2 separate regions of the Sus scrofa genome follow, and region 1 is linked to region 2. Evidence: chromatin contacts called from public HiChIP or PLAC-seq data. All regions are on one chromosome and are shown on one strand. Each heading gives the region's core, a stretch centred on a gene start, on an enhancer-like site or on the middle of the called end of the contact. The rest is flanking DNA. Distances are from core to core; before and after follow the strand shown. Region 1 holds the start of RNF150 (RING finger protein 150). Region 2 overlaps INPP4B (type II inositol 3,4-bisphosphate 4-phosphatase).

Evidence for each region. HiChIP or PLAC-seq counts read pairs in DNA pulled down with a chosen protein or histone mark.
Region 1: an H3K27ac HiChIP or PLAC-seq map of skeletal muscle shows a contact between it and region 2, with 5 times the contacts expected there. The contact joins the promoter of RNF150 here to the enhancer-like site in region 2. A contact is called at or near these places in 7 of 47 Hi-C or Micro-C datasets (embryonic fibroblasts, mesenteric adipose tissue, omental adipose tissue and 2 more) and 1 of 2 datasets of contacts at active chromatin or transcription factors (skeletal muscle).

Annotation. Positions count from the first base shown.
Region 1 is chr8:86,084,962-86,091,048 of Sscrofa11.1, reverse strand. RNF150 (RING finger protein 150) reads right to left here and starts at 3,111. Exons shown (of 8, transcript XM_021101554.1): 1 at 1,867-3,111. The coding sequence starts at 2,365. LOC106504720 (a long non-coding RNA gene) reads left to right here and starts at 5,816. Exons shown (of 4, transcript XR_001298412.2): 1 at 5,816-6,039.
Region 2 is chr8:84,945,557-84,952,702 of Sscrofa11.1, reverse strand. The region is part of intron 2 of INPP4B (type II inositol 3,4-bisphosphate 4-phosphatase); the gene reads right to left. Among named protein-coding and RNA genes, the nearest start is that of INPP4B, 140 kb to the right of the region's middle. Within about 2 kb of position 3,937, at least 1 of the 83 cell types and tissues checked has an H3K27ac peak or open chromatin away from gene starts, as enhancers often do. A contact at or near this core is called in skeletal muscle, where this site is marked.

The DNA.
Region 1 (6,087 bases), core at 1,862-4,361, 1.1 Mb before region 2:
TATTACTAAGCCTTTTATTTATTCCCACTACATCTTAGTCAAGCACCATTTCTGTGGACATTCAGCTTACTGCTGTAAACACAGGCAAGCCATTAATTGATCCAATGTGTTGGCAGTTCTGAAGAATCTTTTCAGACAGGGATGAACGATGCCTCTTACTTTGTGTTCGAAGCCGGTGAGTTTGGTTTCACGCCTATGCTCAAAGAAACATGCAAAGGATCCTGCAAAGTCAGCTATCAATCTTCTTGGAGTTTCAAGAACAACAACAACAGAAAAATCTTCCTTCACACTCCCCCCACTGAAGTTTAGATACTAAATATGTTTTCAAAGGTACTCTACATGTCTTAAAATGCTCTTCTACAGACCTCCAAATTCTTCAATATTATAAAGTTTAATTCATGCTCTATGGCTCAAAATCAGAGTACCATCTCTTGCCTACAAAACTCAAGAAACTGTATCAAACGTTCCTCAATGTCTATCCTAACTATTCTAAGAAGTTAACTGCTTCTGCCCCTCTTCAATAACTAATGCACTGCATTGTTTTTGGCCCATGTCTTGGCATTGGACTTCCCCCACCCCACCTGTCTGAGTTAGGTCTCACAAGTTCCTTGTCTAAAACAGCTGGTGTTGAAGACCAGAGGCAAATCAACTTATATTTCCCTAATAGGTGACATGAGCTCTAGGAATGTACCCCCAAGTACCCCGCCCATGTGGCCAAAGCTTGGTACTCCATTTCAATAGCATGACTGTTTATCTTAAAAGCTAGATTTTAATAATGTTTTTGATTAGGAGACTCCAGTCAGAAAACACATCTGCAACTTCTATTCTCTCCTCCTCCCTCCGGATGCCACAGCCTCAACCCAGCAACTCCTCTGGGGAAAGAGGGCAAGGTTCTCCGGGGTACTGAAGCAACAAGCCACCCTGGACTTGAGGTGAGGCTGCTGAACCGAACTGCTTCTGCTGACAAGCCTGGAGAGGACTTGTTGTTCCTACCAGGCCCGGGGAGAGACAGCGAGTTTTAGGGCAGTCATGGATTTCTAGTCCAGGCACCCTGCGACCATTAGGAAAAGCTTATTCTTTCTACCCTGAGAAAAAATTCCATTCTCGCCATAAAGAAAACATTCAGCATATTTAAGCAGGCAAAAGATAATGCAATACTGGAAAAGCCGGCATAACTTTATGGCCACCAGCTCTTCTTGGGTTGTTGTGGGATTGTTATTATTTACCATCATGACCGCCTGTCAGCTTCTCCGGATGACAGCCTGGCAGAGCACAGGATTTTCAGTATTATTTATGACGTGCGTCAACCCAGTGGGTGGCGGGGGTTACTCTTAATCTCCCACGAAGAGCTGAAACCCGACTTGAGCAAGTTAGCAGTGGCAAGCGCCAGCGCTGGTAACCCTACCCACCTCCTGATACACAAACGCCACGCCGGCAGCAGTATACCTGATGCACAAACCCAAGTGCAGAGCTGGGTTATCAGATCTACCGGTTCCAAACAGGTGCCGGGCCGTCACTGGCCTAAAACAACAACCGAGCTCTGTCCCCCGTCCCCCACCTTCCAGATCGGACTCGGAAAAGTTAGTCCAGCACCCCTGGGCCAAGCCTGGTCCGAGTGGCACAAGGCGAAATGGAACACACTCTCTGGTTCCTCCCCGCATCCCATGCAGTTAGCCCACTCTTTGGAGACCCCACGAAGTAACACATAGCAAAACTTAGTAGGTTCAAGGAACAGAAACGCGGCTTTCGCAAAGCACAGACTTTCCAGAAAGGAGCTAGGAGGGAGAGGCGGGCGCTGGGTCCTTCTCGGCGTCTCCATCCTTCTCGGGCTCCCCTCCCCCGCCCCGCGCCCGCCGAGCCTCTTACCTGCGTGGGACATGGTGATGGTCTCGTTGGTGTTGGAGCCCACGTTGAAGATAACCACGGCGGAGGCGTTCTGCAGGAAGGCGTTCCGGATCTTATCCCTGTAGGTGCAGTTGCCCTTGGGGATGAGGGCTATCCAGTTCTTGCCGTGGGCCGGGGCGGCGAACTTAGTGTTGGGGTCGCAGGCCAGGCGGTCGTGGGCCGAGCTGGCCATGACCACCTCCCCGCGGGCGTCCTGCTTGGGCGAGTGCTCCCCGTAGCGCCCGCACTCGGTCTTCTCCGTGTGCAGCTCCGCGGCGAATCCGCCGCCGCCGCCGCCGCCCGCCGCCCCAGCCCCGGGGTCCGGCGCGGGCTCCGCGTAGGTGATGTTCACAAAGGCGGTGTACCATTCCTCCTTCTCGGCCACGGTGAAGTCCAGGCAGAGCAGATGCACGAAACAAAAGGAAAGCAGCCATGTTGAGAGAGCCAGGCTGCGGCACGCTTGGATGAGAGACATTGCCATCTTTATCCGCCGGGTCCCCCTCCCCGCCCCCCGCGCGCTCCCCCCGCGCCGTCCCTCCTCCCTGGCCCTGGCCAACCCCGGGCTGGCCGCTTCTCCTCCTCCTGCTACCGCTCCTGCTCACTCCTGGGCCCGAGGGGCCGTGGCCGGGACGCGCAGCCGCCGCGGGGACCGGATTCCAGGCAAGCGGATGGCTGCGGCCCCTTCCCCTTTCAGCCGGAGCGCGGCGGTTGCATCTCGCTTTGCGGGCGCCGAAAGGGCGCAGGATGAGGGGGCGCTAGGGGCTTGCGACAGAGTCCAGCTGCCGAGCGTCTTGCTCCTTCGCCCGGCTTCTCCTGCTTTCGTAGAGGTGGCAGGGGGCCCAACAGCGTGCCGGGTGGCGGCCTGGCGTCCTGCAGCCCCGGCGGGGGCGGGGGCGGCTGCTTCCAGCCGGAGGTGCCGCCAAGGTGTCCCGGCCGCTGACGCTGAGCGCTCTGACGAGCGGGTCCCGCTCCGGGCGCGGCGGCCGACACTGCTGCGAGTCCCTCTGGCTGAGGGCGCTCCGCTCCTAGCCGCGCTGCTGGCTGCGCCCGGCACACACTTGCCTCGGGAGGGGCCGGCTCGCGGGTAGCGGGAGCAAGCGGCCGGAGAGAAGTACGCCGTCTGCGTGTGTGTGTGTCTGTATATGTTTGTGTGTGTGTCTAGTGTGTGCAAGGAGGAGCTTAGTGTGATGTCAAAGACTGGGCTTCGCGTGCCACGCTCCCTTGGTCTCTCTCTATGGGCAGCAGCGACCCCTGCCGGGTCTCAAATTCAAACCAATCAGCGACTTGGTCCAGGTGGAGGCAAAAAAGGAAGCGCCTCTTGCTTCCTGCGCTGTAAAAGTAGAGAAATGTGTGTGTCAGTTTTCCGAACTGCAGGAGGAACTGCGGTGAGCTCCCTAATTACCCGTCCTAGGGCCAGCGGGTAAGGCTAGTTGGTAGCGAGGTTCTTTCCAGCACCAGGCCCGGACTATCTAGAACAGTGCCTGTCAAGTCGAAGTGTACATCTGCGCCCCCTTTACCCATTCCGTATCTCTGGGGTGGGGCTCCAGAATTTGCTTTTCTAATGAATTTCCCGGTTATGCTGACGCTGCTTATCTAGGAACCACTCTATATTAGGGTGAGTATAGAAATGGGCTTCTTTCTTACCATCTGGCAGCAAGCATGTGACATTTGTTTTCCTATAGAATGAGTGTTTTCTGACTCTATAAGGAAAGAGATCAGGTGAGATATTTCCTCACTACTTATTCTGGTTGTTCTGACTGGTAACAGAGGACTTAGTATCAATAGGCAAAGCAGGTTTGTTTGGGTTATTATTGTCTACAGTGTATTGTCTAGTCTGGCATAGAGATCACAACTAGTCAACAGAGCGTACAGCCCCTCTAGAGTAGTGTTCTTAAAACTGTGATGTAGCATAGGTCTTTACCAACTAATGTTTGACTGGTTGTTATCTTTTCACACGGTCATGTTCCTTAGCTTGAGATACCTGCCCTGTAGTCTCGAAAACAATTTGCTTGATGGTTCATAATCACCCACATTTTACTTCCCAGCTGGCACAGAGCACTCCGAGGACCCACTTCATGATGAAAACAAACGTCCACCTTTTCCCCAGGACTTTAGTGTGTTTACAGAAATCTGTTAATGGCTGTCCATCAGCACAACTGCTCTTTTTCCAGCAGCAGTACAAATAGCTGGTAGCTGTTAGGGGAGAGCAAAGACTCCCAGCTGTACCCAAATTAGAAGCAGGCACAAGAAGAACCACTTAGAGGAATTTGTCCCTATGGTATTGGATGTGCTGGATTTGTGTGTTTCCCTAAACTTAGTCATTTTAGAAAATAGGCTTCTAGGCAATTGGGACAGTGCTTTTTATAGTGCCTAAAACCAAGAAGGTAAAAGTGGAGACTGCCTGGCTGCTCGTTTCTGAACCACCAGAGATCTGAGGGAAGTGTCCTTTGCCTAAAAAAGCCCAGTGAGGTTTTGTACAGATGCCTCACAAACCAAAGTGGTTCCCCATATCTCTCTATCTCTTAGTGATTTTCTTCCAGCCACAAAACTTGGTGAACCTGTGTCATTAAGAATGCATGACTATCCCTGCCCTTTCCTTCCCTTGGAAAAGTTAGAGGCTGAAGAGATGGAAGGATCAAGGAGATTCTTGATCTCCATCCTGCTTGGGAGACTGATTAATTACAGGGGCACTGGGCAAATAAGTGAAATATTAAATATCGTGGGAGCTGGATTTCTTAGTGCTGGAGAAGGAAATTCAAATATGGAATGATAGAAAGCTATTAAAAACCTCGAGGTGTTAGATTGGATCCAAAATGAGTGTGAAATCATGATATATATACCGCAGAGCTATTGTCATTCAGAAGCTAGAAAAAAATGGGCACAGTGGGTGGCCAGAAGATCTAGGTTTCTAAGTACTCTTCTCCATTAAATGGAACCAGGGCTGATTCTAGGGCTTGGGTTGGGAAAGTATGAAGTGATCTTGGAAACTCTTGTAAGAAGTGCTCAAAGCATGATGGAAATATGCAAAAAGGACACATGAGCCAGCTGGAAAGAGCTCCTACTGGTCAAATCTGGGATAAATAGACCACCAAAATAAATAATGATAGTAAGTGATTACAACCTGTTGGATAGAACAGTAGTCCATGAATGTATGCTAATATAAATGGATAAATAATGATGGAGTAAATAAATAAATGAAAAATAAGGGACAGCTCTTCTTTTATGGTTGATGGAAATAGTTAAGTCACCATTTGGCCATGTTGGTTGATTCTGGCAGGTCCTCAGTGGATGTTAAAGCTGGTGGGTGGATGTTTGAGCCAAAGCAGGATATTAACCTAGTCTTAAAGTATCTTCCAAAAAATTCTTATTGATTACAGGGGGGAAAAGGAGACTTCTTTGAAGAGAACCCTGGAAGACACCCAATTGGCCAGGTGATCAAGATAAACATCACCAGGAAGGGATCAAATCATATCAGGTGCCGCCAAACAAAAGTCCATGTGCCCTGCACAGAGTGAGGCCAAACAAACTGAAACATCGGAGTTTGAAACAGAGAAAGATTTATTGCAGGGCCAAGCACGAAGAATGGGTGGCTCAAACTAAAAAACCCTGAACTCCCTGATGGTTTGGGATGAGAAATTTTAAAGGCAAAATTTGGGATGAGGGCTACAGGGTGTGTGTCTTTCTTCTGATTGGTTGGTGGTTAGGGAACAGTTGGTACTCTAGGAATCCTGTGCTCAGCCTGAAATTACCATTCTTCCTGGATGAAGGCCTTAGATCCAGCAGAAGGACTCAAAGATATTGTTATATATATTCCTGGAGGAGGAACAAAGAATGCACCCTAAGGCTGCACTATTTCTTGACTGCCCCTTCCTCATTTCTGCTTTCCCTCCCTTCCCTGATCAGCAACTGTTTGAACAACGTTTGGAGCTCAGGGAAGGTCAAGGAAGCTGAATGAAGCCTATTTCCTACAAACAAGAAATGGGGGACACAGAAAGGATTTGGATCTTGGAGTCGCACAGGGTCCTGCTTGGTGTCAATGATGTGATGTGCTGAGCAGAGCACGGCATCTTTCCTGTTACATCCTGCTAAGAATGAGTGTGGACGTGGAGAAACATTGGATGGACACAGGGTGAGAAGCATCTTACAAAATGAAAGGTCTGTACTCTTTAAAACTCTTAAGTTTACATGAGACAGAGAAAGAAA
Region 2 (7,146 bases), core at 2,688-5,187:
AGAATATTCATACATACACACACACACACATAATTGAAATTTTGCTGTACCCCTGAAACACTGTAAGTCAACTTGACTTCAATAAAACGTTTTTAAATAATCACTTAAGGAACAACCACAAAAAAGACCATAGTAAGATGATGGAAATGTTCTATGACCTTGCACTGTTCTGTACGTTAGCCAGTAGTTACATTTAAATCTCAAGCACTTGAAATGTAGTTAGTATCGCTAAAGAACTGAATGGCCAATTTTATTTAATTTTAATGAATTCAACTATAAATAATCACAAGTGCCTAGTGGCCACCGTCTTAACAGCATAGCACTAGAAAATGGAAGTAGAATTCATCAGATCAGGATTCCTAGCCTTTTATTAGGGTCATAGAGCAACACGGGTAACCCAAACCCATCTTCCTCAACTAGTTCCGATTCCATACATCAGGAAGTCAGTGGGAATCAGGGGAGCGGTGGGGAACAAGTGTTGATAAAAAATGTCCACTTCTGCTTGGCAAGTCAAAGTAAGTTTGAATAAAGGCATGGGTCAAAGTGGAATGGCAGTCACTGGGTGGGGGCAGGGTCTGGCATATGCTTTAGTAAGAAAAAGAGTCCTGAGAAGGAGCTACAGGGTAAGCATGTAATGGTAGGGCCGCAGTTATTTCCACAGCTGCCTAATGAGCTATCCCCAAATTTAATCCCTTGAATCAATGACATTTGTTTTACTCATGAATCTGCACCTTGCACAGGACCCATGGCGGGGATGGGGAAGAACGCATCTCTGTTCCACTCACCATGGCCGGAAATGTCCCAAGGCTGAGAGCTGGGATCATCTAAAGGCATGTTTCCTCACAGGGCTGGCAGACAATGCTGGCTATTGGCTCTGAGGCTCTCGCCAAAACACCTTGGCTACTCCACGAGACCTAGGCTTCTCCCAACACAGTGACTGGGTTCCAAGGGAAGGGTCCAGGAAGAATGAAGGTCAGGAGGATTCTGTCTACTCCATACGACCTTGCCTTGGGAATCCCACAGCATCACTTCTGCAGTACTGCTATGTCATCAGGGCAGACTCGAAGCCACTCAAGTTCAAGAGGAAGGAAAGTAGTCTTCACTTCTTGGTAGGGAGAGCCAAGGAGGTTCGGGAGGAACATGCAGACTAGATACATTGCTACAGCCATTTTTGAAAAATAATCCATCACTGATAGATAAACTAGTTTAGGCGTCCAAGGATAGAAACCTTGGTCAGACCAAACTGATAACAAAATAGAAATGTATTAAGAAACCAGTAAGCTTAAAGTTTCAAGCACAGCTGGATCAATTGGCTCAAATAATACAATTGCATCTTTCTGATACTCACTTATTCTTCTCTGTTTCTTGTCTGTGTGTGTGTGTGTGTGTGTGTGTGTGTGTGTGTGTGTCTGTCTGTCTGTCTGTCTTTCCCTTTTCCCCTCAACTGGCTCATTATCCTCTCCAAATGACAGAAGGAAAGATTATTGGCAACTCTAAGTCAACATCTTGATAATTTTTGACACTTAAGGAAGACACTTTCTCTTGCATAACAAATTTCATGGAAGGGCTGAGATTAATTTATTTACTCCTGTTCAATCACTGGGTCTTGGGTCCTGGGAAATGATGTTCCCTAATAGGCCAGCTGAAGGTCTCAAGTCCACCCCAGCAGTAAGTTATTTAACCTCACTGCATTTCAGTTTTCCTACATTTGGAATGGATATTCTGGTAAATGGATGGTAAAAACGACCCCGATTCTCCACTCTCCTGTAACCAGCCAACTGCAATGTGATTTTGTTGACTCCTTTTATCCAGTGGTGGAGTCTATTTTCCCATCTCCTTATTCCAAGCTGGCCAAGAGAAATGGTTCTGTGTTCATTCTGACTCTTTAGCATTTCTGCTCTTTTTCTCTCAGAGCTCTGATACCACTAGAAGGACAAGCTCAGTTTAGACTCTTAAGGGAACAGAGATCATATACAGCAAAGCCAAACCGGCCAGTTTGTCCTGGCCAAGATCACAGAGACATGAAAGAACCCAGCCAAGATCAGCAAAACGAGCCCACGGCTGAGTTTCCAGCTGCCTGCAGAGGCCTGAATGAACCCAGCTAGGAGCCGCGTAAACCTCCCAGACAATCTTCAGACTTGTGCCAATGAGCTTTGCTCACTGGGTGTTTATTCCACAGTATGAAGGACAAAACTGAAACAGAGATAAGAGCAGGCCCTAATGCTCCGCACTGTGTTTAGAACAGTGCCCGGCATCAAATAAGCAGTCAATAAATAGTTTCTATTATTATCCATAATTTGCCAGTACCACATAGAATGAATGTGTTTCCCAGCTTCCTGAAGAAAATGAGATGTCTACCACAAGTTTTGTGAGAGTTTACACAGAATACCAATCTACCACGTTTTTAATAATTTTAACGAGTTAGTAAGAACAAGCCTCAAAAGCTAAGCATAGCCTAAGAATGGAAAATGAGTTGTTTATTGCCAATGCAGTAAAAACGAGCTCCACGATCATGATCTCCAAGCCCTTCACACATCCTGTACAAAGATCTATCAATATCTGATCTACGCCCAGCTACCGTATCACCAATTGGATCAAACATCCAACTTCTTTCAGGAAAAATAGACAGTAACATTCTAATCAAATGATTAATTGTCATTGTTAGCGATATTTATATCAGTTCAAAAGTTGGGACAAGAGAGGGAGTTCCCGTTGTGGCTCAGCAGGTTAAGAACCCAACTAGCATCCTTGAGGATGCGGGTTCGATCCCTGGCCTTGCTCAGTGGGTTGGGGATCTGGTGTTGCTGCAAGCTGCGGTGTAGGTCCCAGATACAGCTCCAGTCTGTGGCATCTGGCACTGTTGTGCCTGTGGTGTAGGCTGGCAGCTGTAGCTCCTATTGGATCCCTAGCTTAGGAACTTCCACATGCTGCAGGTGCAGCCCTAAAAAAATAAGTTGGAACAAGAGTAATTTTATCTGTCCTAGTATTTTCAGACATAATAATTTTATGTCTGAGGCTATTTTCAACTGTGGGATTTTAATGCATTAACTCCAAGAAAACATTATTATACACCTTATCTTTACAAAAACTGGAGAAGCACATGATCATGAGCTTCACTCCTCTCATCAGTGAGTGTGTGTGTGTATGTGTGTGTGTGTGGTGAGTGTATGCGGGGTGGCATTCTTTCATGAACAACCTTCCCTGTCTGTACTCCCTCAGACGAGTTGTTCATCCTCTTAGAAAGCTTCAGGCAAATTCCATAACTTTCCAAACTCCATCTCAGGTAGTAACTTCTCTTTTGAACTCAGTTCCATATTTCCATTCCTGTTTGATTTCGTTTTGCCATCTCGCCATCCTCAATAATTCTAAAGGTGAATTCATCACCTCCTCAGCCATCACCCGCCAAACACATGTACAGTGTTATGTGATCACTCAAGGTAAGTAAGCCTCCTAGTTCCATTTCTTATACATAACAAAAGCAGGATGAAATTATAGTTATGACCAATCTTGTCATAACCCTCGTTCTCCAATTTTGCCTTCAGAATAACCCTGTGGTAAGTATTATTCTCTTACTTTATTGAAGTGGACAATAGTATACCAAGTTGTGTAGACTGTCAAATATAAAAGCACTGGCAGGGTGGACAGGCAGAGCTGCAAATACAGATCAATGAGGTTAATAATCATTGTATGAAGAATGCTAAGTGTGCTGAAACTAAATTTTATGGAAGTGAAGTTTGAGACTTCCTTAATGAAATTAATAGTTAATTAAGCACCAACTATATGCCAGTATCTATTTTAAGTTAATGTTAATATCCTAAGTTACTACTAACTCACTTAATTATTTAAGTCTATTTCTTTAACAGTTTTGTAGAAGACAGCAGTATGAGATCCCATGGGTGAAGTAGCCTGCATAAGGTCAGGTGGCAAAAAGCTAATAATAAATCAGCAATCTGGGATTTGAATGCAGGCCATCTGGCTCCTGAGAAATGTCCCTGCTACATCCTGCTCTCTGAAATGAAGAATAAGGAAGTAATGGAGGGGAGAAGTAACAGTAAATGCCAAGTCATCAAAGTAGGGATAAGTCAATCACACAGGCATGGGGATCAACCAGGTTGTATGGGCTCTGAAGTCACTCCTGGCTGAGAAATCAGATGGAAATGAGGTTGGAAGGATCCGGGATGCAGCAGCAGCAGCAGCAGTAGCGGCAGTAGCAGCAGCAAAGTGGTCATTGAATGTCAGGCTGAGTTGTTCAGATGTCTGGAACCGCCCAAAGGGAACTTGACCCTCTGTATAATTTAATCCGCATCAACGCACAGGCAAATGAACATGTTGAGGAGAAACGCGCTGGTGCATATGGAAGTGGGAGGTAGTTTCTTAATGTGGAGCTAAAACAGTTTGTTTGAAACTGGCAGCATCTCGAACTCAAAATACTTCACATACATCTGTGTCATTGAACTATTTGCAAATGATGAAGAAAGTCACAGGCTGAGGACAGGTGCCCTGGTCACATACCAGCCTTGACCTTATTCTGGAGGGTTAAGTACTGGAAACATGGGATGGCTGTTCCAGAGCTAGCAAGCTGTGTGCTTCCACACCAACTTCAATGCCAGGAGTGCCTTAACTGAACATCTGGCTAATAATACACCTTCCATTTATTAACACACTTACTCACTGCATCTGCTCTGCGCCAGGAAATTACATGGGCCAAGTAATGGCAGCATGATTTCAAATGTTTGCCTCATCACCTACTAACATAATTAAAGAATAACAATCACAGTCGTGGAGAAAATCTTGGTTAACTCTTTTTTTTTTTTTTTTTGTCTTTTTGTCTTTTTAGGGCCGCACCTGCAGCATATGGAGATTCCCAGGCTAGGGGTCTAATGGGAGCTGCACTGCCTGCTTATGCCAGAGCCACAGCAATGCCAGATCCTTAATCCACTGAGTGAGGCCAGGGATCAAACCCGCAAACTCATGGTTCCTAGTCAGATTCACTAACCACTGAGCCACAATGGGAACTCCGGTTAACTCTTTTTTCAAGAACAGTTCTAAACAGAGATACAGAAAATACAAAACCTACTGATAATCTTATGAAAGCAAAACAATAATTCTCAAATATAACAACTTTGATATGAAAGAAAGTATTGCTTTAGCCTATGTACTAGTTGAGTTAGTCTGCTCACTGCACCCACTAAAACAATTTTTAAAAATCTTAAAAGTGATAAGGGTATAACATATACATTAGTATTTTCCTTGATAAAACTGGTTTCAGGAAAGGAAATTTTAGGAGTTCCCTGGTAGCCTAGTGGGTAAAGATTCAGCATTGTCACTACTGTGACTCAAATTTGATCCCTAGCCCAGGAATTTCTGCATGCCACAGGTGCAACAACAACAAAAGAGGAAGTCTTTTCTAACTTTTGCTAAGGCATTTTTAAAGGTGTTTTTAAAAATGCATTGAAAGAATTTTTCGAAAAAAGAGAAAGGGGAACAACTTTACCTTTCTCCTAATCATTTAAAAACTCATAGTCAATCACCTAAGAGTGAGATCCAACTGATGACTAAAATCCAACAGATTAGTCTGAATATTTCTGGTAATGTGAACCTGACATGACCAGATAATAACTGCATTATTTAAAAAAACATTACTAGTATCTACTGAATATTGGCTGATATCACAATTTTCTTATTACTTTCTGGAAAAAAAATTTAAGATACTTTTACCTGCTCTTTTAGGGACTAAACAATTCTATGTGTCACAATTCATGAAAACAGCATTTTTTTTTCATATTTCTAGGTTGTTTGTCAACTGGTGAGCAAACACCCATAATGCTCCTTGGCATCTATCAAAATATTCTGAGTCGCTTGTAACAACAGAGCACTGATCCAGGAAAGTTTAGACATTACTAAGTAAACAGTGCACAGATGTGGGTGCTGAAAAATTAATACCACACCACCTTCTGATAAGCTGTTGCTCCAAAAATGCTTCTGCAAAAACAGCATGAAACAAGCCCAAAGCACAAATAGTCATGCAATCACAACATAAATGAATCATAAAGCATTAAAACAGAAATGTCAAGCTCTGGCATCAGGTACAATTTGTGACAAATTACTCAGCCTCACACCTATTTCTTCATGCCATCTCACTGGTAGAGAGAATACTGGAAGTAAGAGTAACTTGTCACCTGTGAACAAAAAGCAGTTTTAAAATAATGTTTAAATAGTTTTTGATGTTTGTAATCTTCCTTCTTATATCTCAGAAAAAAATCCACTTTCATTCTGAATGTTCAAAATAAGTACTTACTATTCTCAGATAAGATGTTCTAATAAAGTACCAATTTTATCACAAATGAAGGCCACGGGAACCCTAGGAGGTTGCTGCTGACATCTAGTGGCATAATTTTTTCAATGCTAAATGTATCACAAATGTATATCCAGAGAGAGGGGATAGATGTACCACAAACATATGTCTTGCAAAGTCTAGTAGACATCCTATGCTACAAATTATTTGCTTCTGCTCACACCACTCTACCTCCAGTGACTCGCTTCCCCTTCCAAAATAATGCTACTGCTACAAAACTGGAGAAATGAAAACCAACACATCTGTTAAAGCCTTAAGAGAACTGAGTCCCCCAAAATGCCTAGTCCATTACGGAATTGCCCCAATTCCCAAAGGCTCTGCCCCAACCTCAGTAGTCTTAATTTTATCTCAACTTCCCAAATAACCAGAGCCCTTCCCCAAACTCCACACCTAGCATTTAGGTACTTTCAGGGTCATGGTCTAAAGAGACTTGCTTATAGAGCTGGGATATGTTAATTCACATTCATACCCACAAACACACATGCTCACACGGTCACGAAGTATAAAATAATGCCATTTGCAGCAACATGGATGGACCTAGAGATTATCATACTAAGTGAAGTCAGTCAGACAGAAAAAGACAAATACCATATGGTATCACATATGTGGAATCTAAAATATGACACAAATAACCTATCTATGAAATAACAATTGACCCACAGATACAGAGAACAAACTTGTGGTCGCCAAGGGGTGTAAGGGTGTAAGGGAGGAATGGACTGGGAGTTTGGGATTAGCAGATGCAAACTATTATATTATAGAATGGATAAACAACAAGATCCTACTGTATA